Linked DNA regions of Zea mays: region 2 is linked to region 1. A link is a contact called in public Hi-C data. All regions are on one chromosome and are shown on one strand. Each heading gives the region's core, a stretch centred on a gene start, on an enhancer-like site or on the middle of the called end of the contact. The rest is flanking DNA. Distances are from core to core; before and after follow the strand shown. Region 1 holds the start of LOC103634765. Region 2 holds the start of LOC100384700 (nuclear cap-binding protein subunit 1).

The links. A called contact is a pair of places that touch in the nucleus more often than the background predicts.
Region 2: a contact with region 1 is called in a Hi-C map of ear, with 3 times the contacts expected there. The contact joins the promoter of LOC100384700 here to the promoter of LOC103634765 in region 1. A contact is called at or near these places in 6 of 25 Hi-C or Micro-C datasets (ear, leaf and tassel) and 2 of 3 datasets of contacts at active chromatin or transcription factors (leaf and seedling).

Annotation. Positions count from the first base shown.
Region 1 is chr1:58,824,148-58,831,194 of Zm-B73-REFERENCE-NAM-5.0, forward strand. It overlaps LOC103634765, which reads right to left and starts at 4,987. Exons shown (of 3, transcript XM_008657354.3): 1 at 4,583-4,987; 2 at 2,404-3,273; 3 at 1-1,355. The coding sequence starts at 4,594.
Region 2 is chr1:59,139,665-59,147,214 of Zm-B73-REFERENCE-NAM-5.0, forward strand. It overlaps LOC100384700 (nuclear cap-binding protein subunit 1), which reads left to right and starts at 4,232. Exons shown (of 19, transcript XM_008657372.3): 1 at 4,232-4,535; 2 at 5,587-5,646; 3 at 6,682-6,738. The coding sequence starts at 4,449.

The DNA of each region.
Region 1 (7,047 bases), core at 3,737-6,236:
GTGTCAATGCTTCGACTTGCCTTATCATCATGTAGCGTTTCCAGCTTATTCAAATCAACTGGACCAATAAACTCAGCTCTTTCTTTGACAAATTTTGGCTGAACGGCAATGACCTTTGAGTGAACTTCAGCCACTGCTTCAACCTCCATAACCATTCTCGCATTTTGCTCATCATCGATAAGGGAGTTCAATGCATCTGCTGTGTGCTCAGATGGCTTCTCCTTTGTAGAACAGCTTGAAATTGTTTTACTCTGAAAAGTGTCGCCAACTTCAACAGCAGCTGGTTTGGATGAAATCAACGGTGGCTTGCTTTTCTGTTTCTCAAAACCACCACCTTTTGAGAAAGAAAAACTGCGCCGGCTGGCCTGTTCATTACTACAGCTATTTAATCTTCTGCGCTTTGACACTGGGGACAAATACTTGCGCCTTTCAGGTTTTGTTTTGATGCCATAGATGCCTGTCAGATCAATTTTATCATTGACATTAGAAGAGTGGCCATTAGCAGTAACCATGTTTTGCAATGAACCAGCTGAAACCATTTCAATTTCCTTGGCCTCAGCTTTAACTCGTCCACAATCTTCCTGGTCATCTGATAATCTATCATTGGCAGCTTCCTCTTCAGAGGAGCTGTAACTCACCATATTAGATGAATGTTGTGAAAGGAGAAAAGTAATATTTGCATCTGCAGGTAAGTTTCTCAGTTCCCGTATATTGAATGGCTCTTCCCCTTCGACTAAGCTAGTATCGATTATTGTGAACTTAGGAAGCTCCTGATATCCATCTAACGGACTATCCTGGTTCAGTTTCACATCTGTGATACTGCCATTTTCCTCAGCAGTTAAACCATTGTTTATCGCATCTACCTTTAACTCAAGAAGAACAGGATCTGCTGCCACTCTTTTAAGGACATCACTGACAGAATCAAAATAATGAGTACCTTTGGTGAGTTTACTTCTCGAGAACTTCTTTATACCCGGCACAAGAAATACAAGGCAACTCTTAGTTGTGCTAACATCCTTGGGCTGCTCTGAGTGCCACCCTTTTGCAAGCAAACGGGGCCATACAGCTTCCCAGAAAATATCATTTGATCTAGTCTTACTTCTTCTGAAATCGCCATTTAAGAACTTGATTATATCTTCTGAAGCAAGTGAAGAACAGTCTTTACCTGTAGGCAAGTCACTATGAACAGAGAGAGCATGATTAGGTTTAGATTGGTCCGTAACGAATCCAGTCAAATCGTGCTTCCCTTTACCAACCCCAACCACCTCCACAAAAGTTTCTGCTCCGACAGTGGATTTCAGACTGAAGACAAATTCATTCAAAGATGTTTGGCTATCACTGAAAGATTTGAAAACCTGCAATAATTGAAAGCAAAACAAATCATATGGCATTACATAACAAAATATCAGCATCCTTCAATGCTGTTGACAAATATATGATGTGTGCAAGTCAGTGATTATTCTGTGCAACTAAACTATACACATTAATTGTGTTTGGATAATCACAACTTAATCGTACAGTTATCATCACTGTTCTTAAGGCGTCGCCTAGGCGTCCAGGCGGTGGTCTAACGCCTAGGCGCCTTGCCTGCCTACCCTAGGCGCCGCCTAGGCGTCCAGGCAGTGGTCCAACACCTTGGACCGCCTTACCGCTTTAAAAACCATGGTTATCATGGATACAACAGTTTCAAGAAATGGGTAGTAATGAACACTTCTTCACAAAAATGATATCAAAACAGAGAATCACAATGACCAAATGCACGCCTAACAACTTCATTTTCCATTCTGATATTTATAATTCTTCACAAAATTGATATCAAAACAGAGAATCACAATGGCCAAATGCACGCCTACCACAGATTCATCTTTCCAGTCTGATGTTATAATCATAATTCATATATCTGGGTCTTCTATAGACCTTTGTTTCTTCTTAATATATAATGAGGCGCAGTTCTCCTACGCTTTTCGAGAAAAAGAAGTCCTTGAAAGCAAGATATGAAAGCATTTTGCTATGGATGTATTTGAGAGAGAAAAAGTTTGCCATTGAGCACCAGACCAATCAAATATGCTTGGATAACCCTTCGTATGTGAGTTTGGATTATCAGCTCTGCTTGCCTCACCACACCAGACAAGGACAGCCAAAACAAGGGATGAAATGACTGAAAATGGAAAAATATAAATGGTGCAAATCAAATGTAAAAATGTTACTATGAGAAATATGTGTTTGCTTTATAGAACAATAGGAATATTTAGGATGTCATATGTAACAAGAGAAACTACAAAGAAAATTAAAATTTTAAAATAACAAGAATAATTCCATATTCAACCAAGTCAAATTAATCAGTGAACAACAATGGAATGACAAAAGAATCATTTTTTCCCTACCAGTGCCAATGAAACATACCTCAATTAACGAATCATGAGCTTCTTTAGGGATTTTAGATTTCAGACGTGAAATTAGCTCCTGCTGTCGCCATCCTTGAAAAATGCGTTCCCCAAGAATGCATTTCCTAGTTTTTGCCTTTCTACAGTCCGACCATCTTTTGTATGTATCTCTTCTGTAGAACTTCCCATAGTAGTATGCAAGCACATCACCAACAGTCTTTGTACCCAGAAACCTGCTCAGCAGGTTGAGATTCTTGCCAAAAATGTAGAGCCCAAGGAGAAATACCTCTGCCTCAAGATCACTCCAAAGAGCAACGGGTGAATAAGGTAGAGGACTTAATTGTTTGGTTTCTCTCTGCTGCATTATTGAATTATTGGTAACATTCTGTCCTTCTTGAGTGGGGCAAGGGACCATTTTTTCATCGTATGCTTGATTACTGTCAGATTTAATTTGAACTACAGGCACTACTGTATGTGGATACTGGAATGTTGCAGCACATATGCCAGTGTCATTGCTAGTTGCACAAGTTGAGGTCACCTGACTGTGCACATCTCCAGTGCTGCCTTTTGTTCCAAATTCTGAACATTTTTGCGTTTGTAGTACCTCTTCCGTCTTATCAACTTCGCTTGGTGATGCCCACGTAATTGGTAAAGCTAACCCAACCACAACAGGGTAACCATAGCCATGGAATATGGAATCATTATGTGAACTGGCCATGAGCTTACGGCACTCATCCTCTGTAGCAAGATTGGGGATTTCTGCCTGGTGCTCACTTCCAATGCATGGACATACAAGCGAGTCATCATATACCACATCTGAAGCAAGAGAAGCTTCTGATGAAGGTTGGTGGTCTCCATTGTCTTCAAAATCGAGTGATTCAGACTCCATCTATCACAATTATAACAAAAAAAGTGCAATTGTAAAGATCCATTACAATAGTCAACAATACAAGAACATGTGCATCGTCATTAGGAATAATGAGATTTGTTATTTACTCTAGAAAAACTAGGAGCATGCACATGGAAATCTTCTTCCTTTTTTTTTCAGAATTCATGTGAGTTAGCATGCATCCCTATGATGCATAATGGTTGTAGCATTGAAATAAGTTATCTGCAACAAGAAGGAAACCAACAGTAGTAATTTACTACCGTTGCACTGAAAGTGAGCATATGAAGTACATATATAGATGTTGCTATACCTAGCTATATCCTGTACAAGTCTCTGTATAATAATTAAAACCTAGCATAATATCACCGAACAGAAGATTAAGGGTGGAAATGTTTTCAGAAAAGGAGTTGACTTTCCTGGCTATTAGTTGCAATCTTACTGTGGAATAAACAGTAGAATGCAATAAGGTTTGCTGCAATGCAAGAAATTGTACTAGAGAAAACAATACCACAACAACTCTAGGGTCATCAAAATGGTATGCTATCAGTCCCAACAGAAAATTTGCGTAACAGCTAGCTCTTGCAGGCAGCAAATGAAGTCAATGCCTGTCATGTATAAGATCCATCATCGAGGGGCTATCGATAAACATAGGTCTCAAGTGTAAAGTGGGTCGGTAAAGAAACAGAAAAACGACTTGGAGGATTGAATCACTCCACAGACCACAAGCAGTGCAAAACAATTTAACAGCACCAAGGCATCAAGCTCAAGCACTGCACCATCACGAACAGAACCTATAGTCCAACATGCTGTGCAGCTCCTCACCGTCACCGTGAGCCGACAACAGCCAGAGCCACTAGATCAAGCAAACCAAGTAATTCCAGAGTCACCAACCAAGCCACGAATTGTATCCAGCTAATATATCTCAGGCCAGGCACCACCACAATCGTACCCACGACTGCGAATCCTGATGACACCGTGGAAAACAAGCAACCGACCACCAGCAACGGAAAGGAGAAACCGAGCACAGGCTCGCGGCCAAGAGACACGGCCGACCAAATCAACCCCGACCCAGCACGCAAGAACGCACGCCCACGGGCACGAAGCACGGATACGAGCCTAGAGAAACACGACGGGAGCGCGTGATCACCGACGAAATCCCCATGGCCGAACCCAGGAGCGCGCCCCAAGGCAACAACCCCATCGCATAACGAGGAACAGCGCGACGCGCCACCAAACGAGAGCAGCGCGGCCCCCCGAGCGAGAGCACTAACGAATGCGAGATTAGAGGGAACAGGACAGACGAGCAAACCTTAGCCTCCATGCACGCCGCGCTGGCGGCTCCTCCCCCAGGCTCCGGCCACGAGGAGCCCTCCGGCCTCCCGGACGAGAAACAGACGCCCCCGACCGGTAGCGAGAATCTGAACCGGACGGTAGGAGCGGCGAGATTCACCGACGGTTTGCGGGAGGGAAGAACACGGAGCAGCGCGCCGCAGGGTGGAGCGAGTGGAGAGTACGGCGAGGCCGAGGACCGGTCGCGGGGCGGTGGTGGGTTGGAGTGTAGAGAGGGAGAGAGGAGGCGGAGACGGGGCTGGAGAGGGGGTGCTCGGGCTTTAAAGACAAAGGAGAAGGGAGGAAGACAAGAGAGAACGGTGACAGGGAGAGACACAGAAATTGGTGGTGTGGTGGTCTCGCGGCGCGGTAGACCGGTGGAAAATGGACCGGGCCAGGCTTGGTCCGCCTGTATTGGATTTGGAACGAAAACGAGGCCACTGGGATTGGTTTGGCCAGCAGATCTGTATAAAAAAATACTACTAGTCGGTTGTTCATGCGTTGTCACGCTTACAACAATACTTATATAAACTATCCATCAAAAAATTCAAGATTTTTTATTGATGGTCTTCGCTCTTCGTATAATATTTTTTTGATTTGGCTAACTGATATTATTGTTTACTCCATCCAATATGTATTGATACAACACGGCCAATAAAGTGAACGATTAGAAGAGAGTTCATAATGACTTAAAATGACATAATTCCACCATACAGAGACCAAATAAGAGAAAGTTTGTGAGCTTAAGTTTCTAAAATAAGTCACATGAACTCAAATTTATAAAAAAAGATAGATCAAAATATGGAATGATTGCTAAAGTAATGCATCAATAAAAACTGGATGCGCTCCATATAAATTATGCTACTTCGTAGCAATTATTAACGTTTAAAACCAACAAATAACCTTTCATTTTACTGTTAGTGTGCCAAATCATTGTTGCTCCATCCAATTCAGCAACCTCAAACACTATGGAGTCCATTGCGCCAATGTGGTCTTAGAAATGACCTAATATTTGCAAGAGCCAAGAACGTCGTGCTATGCTTGGGCTGTAGCATCGGCCTATAGTGCTGGCTTGGTCCGACACAATTATATATTTTTTATTTAAAAAAAACATATATACATATATACAATTTATATTCAATATTAAAAACATCTGAGGATGATGTTCTACTGGTTAGACAGCTTCACCCAGTGTCTCCCGCCCTTCTTCTATCAGGGAATGGGTTCGAACCTGAAAGGGAAATGTGCCCTTGGGCCATTTCTAAGTATTTTGGTGATTGAGTGCAAACACAAGGGCCTAAATGTGAATTTATGTACATGGATGAACAAGGTGAAAATCATGAAGTAAAGGTATGTTTCTAAGCCTTAGTACATTGGTTTTAAGTACTAATATATTTGTCTAAGTGTTAGAAACAGAAAGAAGAAGAATAGAGAAAAGGAGAAGGGACTTGGCTGTGTGCTGCCAAGACCCAGCTCGGTCTGGAGCACCGGACTGTCCGGTGTGCACCGGACAGTGTCCGGTGCGCCAGGCTGGCGCGACTCGAACTGGCCGCTCTCGGGAAATTGGCCGGCGGCGTACGGCTAAAATTCACCGGACTGTCCGGTGTGCACCGGACTGTCCGGTGAGCCAACGGTCGGCCAGGGCCAACGGTCGGCCGCGCAATCCGCGCGGGACACGTGGCCGAGGCAACGGTCGGAAGACGGCACCGGACTGTCCGGTGTGCACCGGACATGTCCGGTGCGCCAACAGCGCCAGATCTGCCAACGGTCTGCAACGGTCGTCTTCGCCGTTTAAGGAAACAAATCGGGCACCGGACAGTGTCCGGTGTGCACCGGACTGTCCGGTGCCCCCGACGACAGAAGGCAAGGATGGCCTTCCGGATTTGCTCTCAACGGCTCCTAGCTGCCTTGGGGCTATAAAAGGAGCCCCTAGGCGCATGGAGGAGACACACAAGCAACCTTTGAGCATTCTTGATCATCCACACTAAGTCTCTGCGCATTCGTTTGTGTTTCTAAGTGATTCGAGCTCTGTTCTAAGTGAGAACTCTGAGATAGTCTTGTGAGCTCGATTCTTGGCCGTGTGTGTGCGCTTTTGCTGTGGATTTGTGTGTGTTGCTTCCCTCCCTTACTCTGTGTTTCATTTGTGATCATATACTTGTAAGGGCAAGAGACTCCAATTTGTGGAGATTCCTTGCAAACGGGATAGTGAAAGGAAAACAAAACATTGTGGTATTCAAGTGGGTCTTTGGACCGCTTGAGAGGGGTTGATTGCAACCCTCGTCCGTTGGGACACCACAACGTGGAGTAGGCAAGCATTGGTCTTGGCCGAACCACGGGATAAAACCACTGTGTCACTCTGTGCCTGATTCTCTTGTGGTACTGTGTTTTGTTGAGACTGTTGAGACTTCACCTTAGCCACTTGGCAATAATCGTGCTAACACTTAA
Region 2 (7,550 bases), core at 2,982-5,481, 310 kb after region 1:
TGTCAACATACTTTTGGCGACTCCGCTGGGGACTAGGTGTCTAGACCTGCTAAAAATCGACCCATAGATGGCCGGTTCTAAGGATCACGCCAAGATCTCCACCACCAACATCATCAAGCCGGCCATGGAGGCGCTCCCGGCTGATGACCAAAGACCCTTTGAAGACCTTGTACTACGCGATGAGAAGGAGGTGATGCGGCAATGGAACGAACAACGCGATAAGGAAGAGGCGGAACTGCTGCATAAACTCTCCGAACGACGCAAGGAGGCGGCGGAAAAGTACTTGTCACACTTCACGGTGGATCGCCACTAGAAGATCATCTGTCAAGGGGAGATCGATATGGAATCTCTCCTACCTCCACTTCAGGGTCCCGCTGTAAGTACTCCAGATCTATCTCTTACGACTTTCATGGATCAACGAGGAGATCAGTTAAAGCAATATATAGATGAATCTATTAAAATGCATCTACGTGAATACGAGAAATCAGGTGCTCCTAACTTTCCATCGTGAGAGTCTAATACAGAGCCACCCGCATCAAACACATCGGCTATAAACGGGTCACCCTTGACCCAGCCATCATATGGTATGCAGATGCACGCTTTCGTGTCACCATCACAGCTGCAACCACTAGGCACGCGACAGGTACTGGACGCGGCCGGACCGTCCGAGCATCATCTCAGACAGTCCGGTTATACCGCGGACCGTTCGGCGTATTTCGCCGGACCGTCCGACCCGATGCAGGCCCGCACACAAAACGCTCAGGTCGCACCGTACATGGCCGGACCATCAAGGTACAACCCCGAACAATTCGGCCCCATCACGGACCGTCCGGTGCATCACGCCGGACCGTCTGGATATGTTGCGGACCGTCCGCCATCTTACGTCGGACCGTCCAGATATGGCATGAACCGACCGACGTATTACGCTGGACCATCCGACTCTACACGAGTCCACGCGCAGACTGCCCAAGTCGCGCCATATATGACTGATCCGTCCGGGTACAACCCTGGACCATTCGGCTCGATCGCGGACCGTCCAGTTCTTTACGACAGACGGTCTGGGTACGAGACTACCCATTTAGCACCATATACGACTGGTCAATCCGGATATACCTTCGGACCGTTTGGACAGGTCGCGGACCATCCGACCTCTTACGCTGGACCATCCGGATATGCGTACGCAGAGCCGAGAGCTGCACAATACGCACAGTTTCCACATTCATCGCAGCAACATTATGGTGCCCCACCAGCAACACATTATAATCATACCATACCACCTCATGGACATAGGGCTGAATACTGTTCGGCCACAAGAGAGCCTGAGAGGTATAGGGCAGGAGCTGGTGACATTAATAGGACACCTAACACACACCTCAAACATCCCTTGGAGGAAAGCCGACCGAGTGATGTTAGGCAACCTGAGATTTACACCCACAAACTCAATGGATGGTCGCCAGACATGGCGGAGAGGATCAAAGACGAAGTAGCTGGGGTGTTCAGGGACAAACTCGGTGTTAGTGTGTCAGGTACATGGCAATCATATCGAAAGCCTTATAGCCACCGATTCGACACCGTGCCGTATCCACAGGGAACTAGAATACCAGACTTCTCTAAATTTTCTGGTGAAGGTGGAAAAAGCACACACGAACGTATAAGCCAATTCATAGCACACTTGGGAGAATTGGCTGATGGGGAAGCCTACCGCGTTCGTTTATTCTCGTTGTCCCTTACTGATACTGCATTCGCATGGTACACAGCCTTGCCACCAAACTTTATTAACTCATGGGAAGAATTAGAGCAGAAATTTTTCATGAACACTTTTTCTCAGGAGCACATGAATTAGAATTGGCTGACTTAGCCTCAGTCCGACAGGGCCTGAAGAATCGATTAATGACTATATCCGGAGGTTCCGGGACACTAGAAACCGATGCTTTTAGATCCATGTCGCAGAAAAACAACTAACAGGGTTGGCTTTCAATGGGTTGCGACCCTACTTAAAAGAAAAATTAGATGGCACCCAATTCTTTTCGCTAGTACACTTGCACCAGCGGGCTATGACCTGTGAAAGCCGAAGTAAGGAAACATCAAAATCGGCTAACTATAAGATGCATCTAGTGGCATACGATAATTCGGACGATGAATCCACGGATGTATACACCGCCAAACTAGTTTGGCCAGGATAGGCTAAACCTTCCGCATGTTCTGCTTTACACTCGATTCGAAAGAATCGACAAGAAGAAGTTAAGTTTACTTTTAATGTTACCAAATGTGATAAAATATTTGACGAGTTACTAAAAAACGGCAACATTAAATTAACTCATACTATTCCTCCTTCTGATGAACTAAAGAGGCGTGCTTATTGTAAGTGACATAATTCATTTTCTCATGCCACCAATGATTGTAATAATTTTCGTCGACAGATACAATCGGCCATAAATGAGGGCCGATTGGCTTTTCAGGAGATGCAAGTAGACACACAACCTTTTTCTGTTAATACAATAGAACTCACATGCAAAAAGGTCTTGGTTCGGCCCAAAATGGCCGATAAAGGCAAAGGCAAGGGCATCGTCATTGACGATCCTCGCATGTCAATTATATCACAAAAGGAGATTGCTCAAAAGGCTTCAGGCGAGAAGGCTAAAAGGTTCGAAGACGCCGGGGGCAGGCACAATTAATGAACCAAACACATCAGCCTAGCCCGAGCATCGCAGATGGTCCGGCACCTACGTGCGGACGGACCGGTGCTCAGACAAACGGTCCGGCTAACTCAGCCGGACAGTCCAGCTATGACCAAAGGCGTCAGCCTCTACACGAAGCAAGGAAAAAGACGCAAGGTCAAAGCACATATAGTCGGCTGATCAAAGCCGACCCTACTTTTGATCAGTTGCTCTCCAAAAATGCTAGCAAAAAGACTGTTCCACGTGATCGGTCAACAAAGAAACCTCGGTCACCTGCTAAAACGAAACGGCCGAACAAAACGGCCCAAAAGGCGACGCGACAAGCATCGCCTGTTCATCCTATGAGACCAGGGTATTTTCCACCCGTTTATTCATCATCGCTATATTGTTCTACTCAAATGTGGAACGACACGACGATAAATCCATGGTACATGTATAGTCCCTTTGTCTATCCAGACTGGGGGCACCTCCATTCTATTCATTCTGATGCATTGATCAAATGGTCGTGGCCGAGAAAGATACAATCCAAAACGACCTTTATACATTGGTGCTTCATTGAATGATCTCTATTTTGAAAAGCCGGTGACTTACATCAGGTTTAGTACATATGCTTTTGGTTCGTCAATCTTCACCAAAAGGCAGGGGCATGTGTTAGAAGCCAAAAAGGCCTCGCGGACGGTCCGGCCCTGAGGCTGTACGGTCCGCGGTGGCGGCGTGGACGGTCCAGGCGTGCGCAGAGACAATTAGGGTTCCTAGTTTCTCGCGGGATTTGTTACCTAAAACCGTGGAATTGACTCGAAAATCTGTTCGAAGCGGATCCAGACCTCCCCTTTATATAGATGAAGGGCTACGGCCGATTGAACCCCCGAACAATCGATCAAATCAAATCTATTCCTCGTTTTTACCTTACGCATTAGAGTAGTTCTAGTTTAGCCCTAGTTTAGTATTCCAATCCCCAAATCAACTTCTCTTCGACTCTACGTCGATTAGAGGAGTCTAGGTCGGCCTGCCGAGCCTATAACCCCTAGGATCTCTTCTTCCCGACGGAATCCCTCCCGGGAGCGAGATCTAGGCGCCGCCGGCGACCTTCGCCGCCCCTGCGTACGCGCGGACCGTCCGACCGTCAGGCAGGGAACGCTAGCCCCTGTACCAGGTCGCGGACTGTCCGGCCCCTGGCCGCGGACCGTCCGCGCCTCTGTAGAAGACACCGCCACCGGTTCTCACGCAGTGTTTGGCGCCCAAAAAGGTGTCAACAGAGCCGCATACAGAGGCGCTGGAGTTGGTCTTAGAGCCGCCGCTGCTTTTAGACACCCGAACATACAGTTCAATATTCGCTTGATTGGTTGGGTGGGCACGCGCGCACAGGCGCGCACTATCCTGGCCGGCTGCATACGTATATTTTAAGCGTATCTCCGGATGCAGTCAAAATCACTTATTTTGCATCTACTCATGCGGTACACGTCTCGAGTATACAATCAACCAAACAGAAACTCATATAAAGTCAATGCATACGGTGGCTCAGTGCTACATGGTGCGGGTAACCAAACGGATAGTATATGTATTGTACATGTCGTGGAGTAAAAAGTTAGCGGCACCGAGTGAACCAAAAACAGTCTCTTATATGTATCTCAACTCGCGCCGCACCAGAAACGAAAAACCTGCGACACGAACCAAAACCCTCCTCTCCCTCAGTCCCTCTCGAGCCTCGATCCGCCTCCGCCCCACGCACCCGACATCGCTCGCTACGCCCACTTCATCGCCGCGGGCGCAATGAGCGCGGGCTGGAGGACGCTGTTGCTGCGCATCGGCGATAGATGCGCCGAGTATGGGGGCTCCGCCGACCACAAGGAACACATCGTGAGAGCCCCTTCCTCTTCCCATACTGTTTCCCCCCTCTGCTCTCCTTGCTCTCGGAACCCTAGGTTATCCGAGCGGCGATTTATAGTTGGGGATATGAGCTTAGCTTGGAGCGCTTGGTGTTTGGTTGCCGTTGCTGTTGGTCAGAGTGGGTGGGGAGCTAAAAACCGTAGTTACTCGCACAGCCGCACAGGAGCCTGAGACCTAGGTTTTAGTATTATTGGACTGCTGCAGTTTGTGCTGGTTAAAAAAAATGTTTGTATGCTTGTACTAAATGCTGCCAGAACAAAAATACTGGTAGATCACTTTACTTTTAGATTTTGATAGAAACTACGCTTTGGAATTGCGATGCAGCCATTTTCCTGATTGTTTGTGGTATCCAGACCTTACCTTGGGTTTTGCTTATTTCTTCTAAGTATCAGAACCTCAGGCTTGTGACTCTTTGTTGGATGTGGTATATGTAATATTGCTGTTTGATCTAACTAGATTTTATCATGTAGACAAATTATCACGTTTTAACGGTTCTGTCAGGAAATAAAATCTGAATGGAAATTATTATTATTTTGTGCTTACCCACCTGAAAGTTCGCACATCTGTTAGTGCAGCCAGTGCAGCATCCCCCCCCCCCCCCCCCAAAAAAAAAAAACGAAATGGAATAGTTTGTAAATCCTAGATATACAAATCTGGCTTCATGGTCATGGATTGTTGTGCTTCTGTTGAAACTTTTGTAAGTGAATCAGCGATTTTAGTCGATGGCAACAAATGTCCCATAAGGTCTTAACTTTTAAGTGCAACAAGTAGAGTTCTTATGATGTCATTTTTGTTGTGCAGTTTAATTAAATGATTTCACCAGCAAAGAATGGACATGATATAAGTAGGGTACAAAATAAAGGTGCATAACTAATTTCTGCACACATAGTTAGAACAGTGCTCCATATTGTGTATTTACACACTATCATATATTTGTTTCAATGTATGAATATGGATGATATGGTTATATGATTTGTGTAATTTATCTTAAACATGTTCTTATCAAACATTTGCTTCATAGGAAACTTGTTATGGTGTACTATCCCGAGAATATGAACACTCCAGAGATGCAATATTTGAGGTAAGTATGCAGCAGTCGAGCCTGTTCATATATTATTGTTCCTATTTGCTAATCTGGGCATTTTTGCAAATATTATAACAAGTAATTCTAACTGGGCTGCTTCCAGATGTAGTCCATTAGCTAATCCAAAATTTGAATTTTACAAAGTAACTAAGATCCTGGTTGTCCAGATTACGACAAGCCTGTAGCTTTTCCCTTAATCGATCAGATCATATCATATGATTAAGAATGTGCAACAGAACCCTTTTGCTGTCGATGATATAAATGAGCTTCAATTTATTTTCACGTCCATAACTATATACCAAGCCTTTTTGCCACATTTGCAAGCCACACCGTCGCTCTGAAGGCTAGCAACTCACATGCCACCTGTAGGTTGGTCTGTTGTGCTGGCATGATGACACCGGTTCCTAACACTGGTGTGAAATAAAAGTAAACGGCAAAAGATATGTTTATGTGAACGCAATCAATGCATTGCTTATACTTAGTATTTTCTGCAAATGATACCAGTATACATGGTATATTGCGCAAACTTATTCTTAGTCTGCTGGAATTTGCAAGTAATTCTTTAAATAGATAAAAATTAAAGATTAACCCCATGTCCCCACATGCTTATTTTATTTCAATTTGTCTGCAATAAAACTCAATTATATTTATGAAAGAAACAATTTAACTGGTCAACATAATAAATGATATTTGGTCATAAGATATTTCATAATTTAGCTGTTCAACGATCAGACATTATAAATTAATATAATAGTATGAGATTCAGTCTGGCCTTAGAACCGACCCCATGTCATGTCAGTTTTGTGGGATTGTAACACCAATCTGTATCTCGATCATGACACCATTGTGAGTGAGTGCATTCTATTCTTTTCTGCCAGTGAATATAGATAGGAAAAATGTATGCAAAAAAGTATATTCCAGTAATCCAGTTGCTGCATGCTTTACTTTTTATGGGCCTGGAAGGCATGTCTTTGTATAAAACTGAAGTACCTTGAGGTGCTGCTAACTGAAATTTTTTCTTTGCTCGAGCAGTTTCTCCTTCAATGCACAGAACAATTGCCTCACAAGATTCCTTTCTTTGGAGTTTTGGTACGCAAATCTATTTACTCTAAAGCATATACCATATTGCTATTATATGTACCCTTTCTATTCTAAAATTATGTATGGAGCAATTATGCATGTAATGCTCACTTGTAACTGTGCTCATAATTCCCTTTGTGTCCATAAGATATGACAACAAATACTAGCGTTATCAAAGAAAACTCCATATGCGCATTTCATCCCTTTATATTTCTTAAGTGTTAGGGAGTTCTGTGTATTGTACTTTGTGTTTAGGTCACTGGCATAGTGATACATGAGCATGAATCAAATTGAGATCCTATAATGGTGGTTTACATGATTTTTTCATGGATATTGAGAGAAGACGGCAATGTTCACTGATGCCCCAGTTCATAATTTCATACACTTCTGAGTTCTGAGAGAGGCCTTACTGACCTTGGCACCTTGCACGCGAACACAATGTCATAGCCTGATCCTTTTTCATTTATGAATGAATATACTTTCATTATTGTTTGCTGCTTCTGTATGATTGTTTGTTAACTGTCACATACCCTCTGTGGAGGTTGCCATGCCAAAGCCAATGTGCCAAATGTGAACATTTTTTGGGGAAACTAATGGCAAACATGTTCTTATCTCATCATTTCCATATGTATGCTGGAATTAGGAAATATTCTGAATGGTGTGTATATTTACATGCAAAGATAGTAACCATGTGTCTCATGATCTCCTCTGGTTAATAATATTGGTCTGTCTCATTACATGAGCAGGAAGTTTTACTGTGTGTTTTAATCTACTATGCTAGAAGGATAGACCTAGTGCAGTGGTGAGAGCTGTCTCATTGA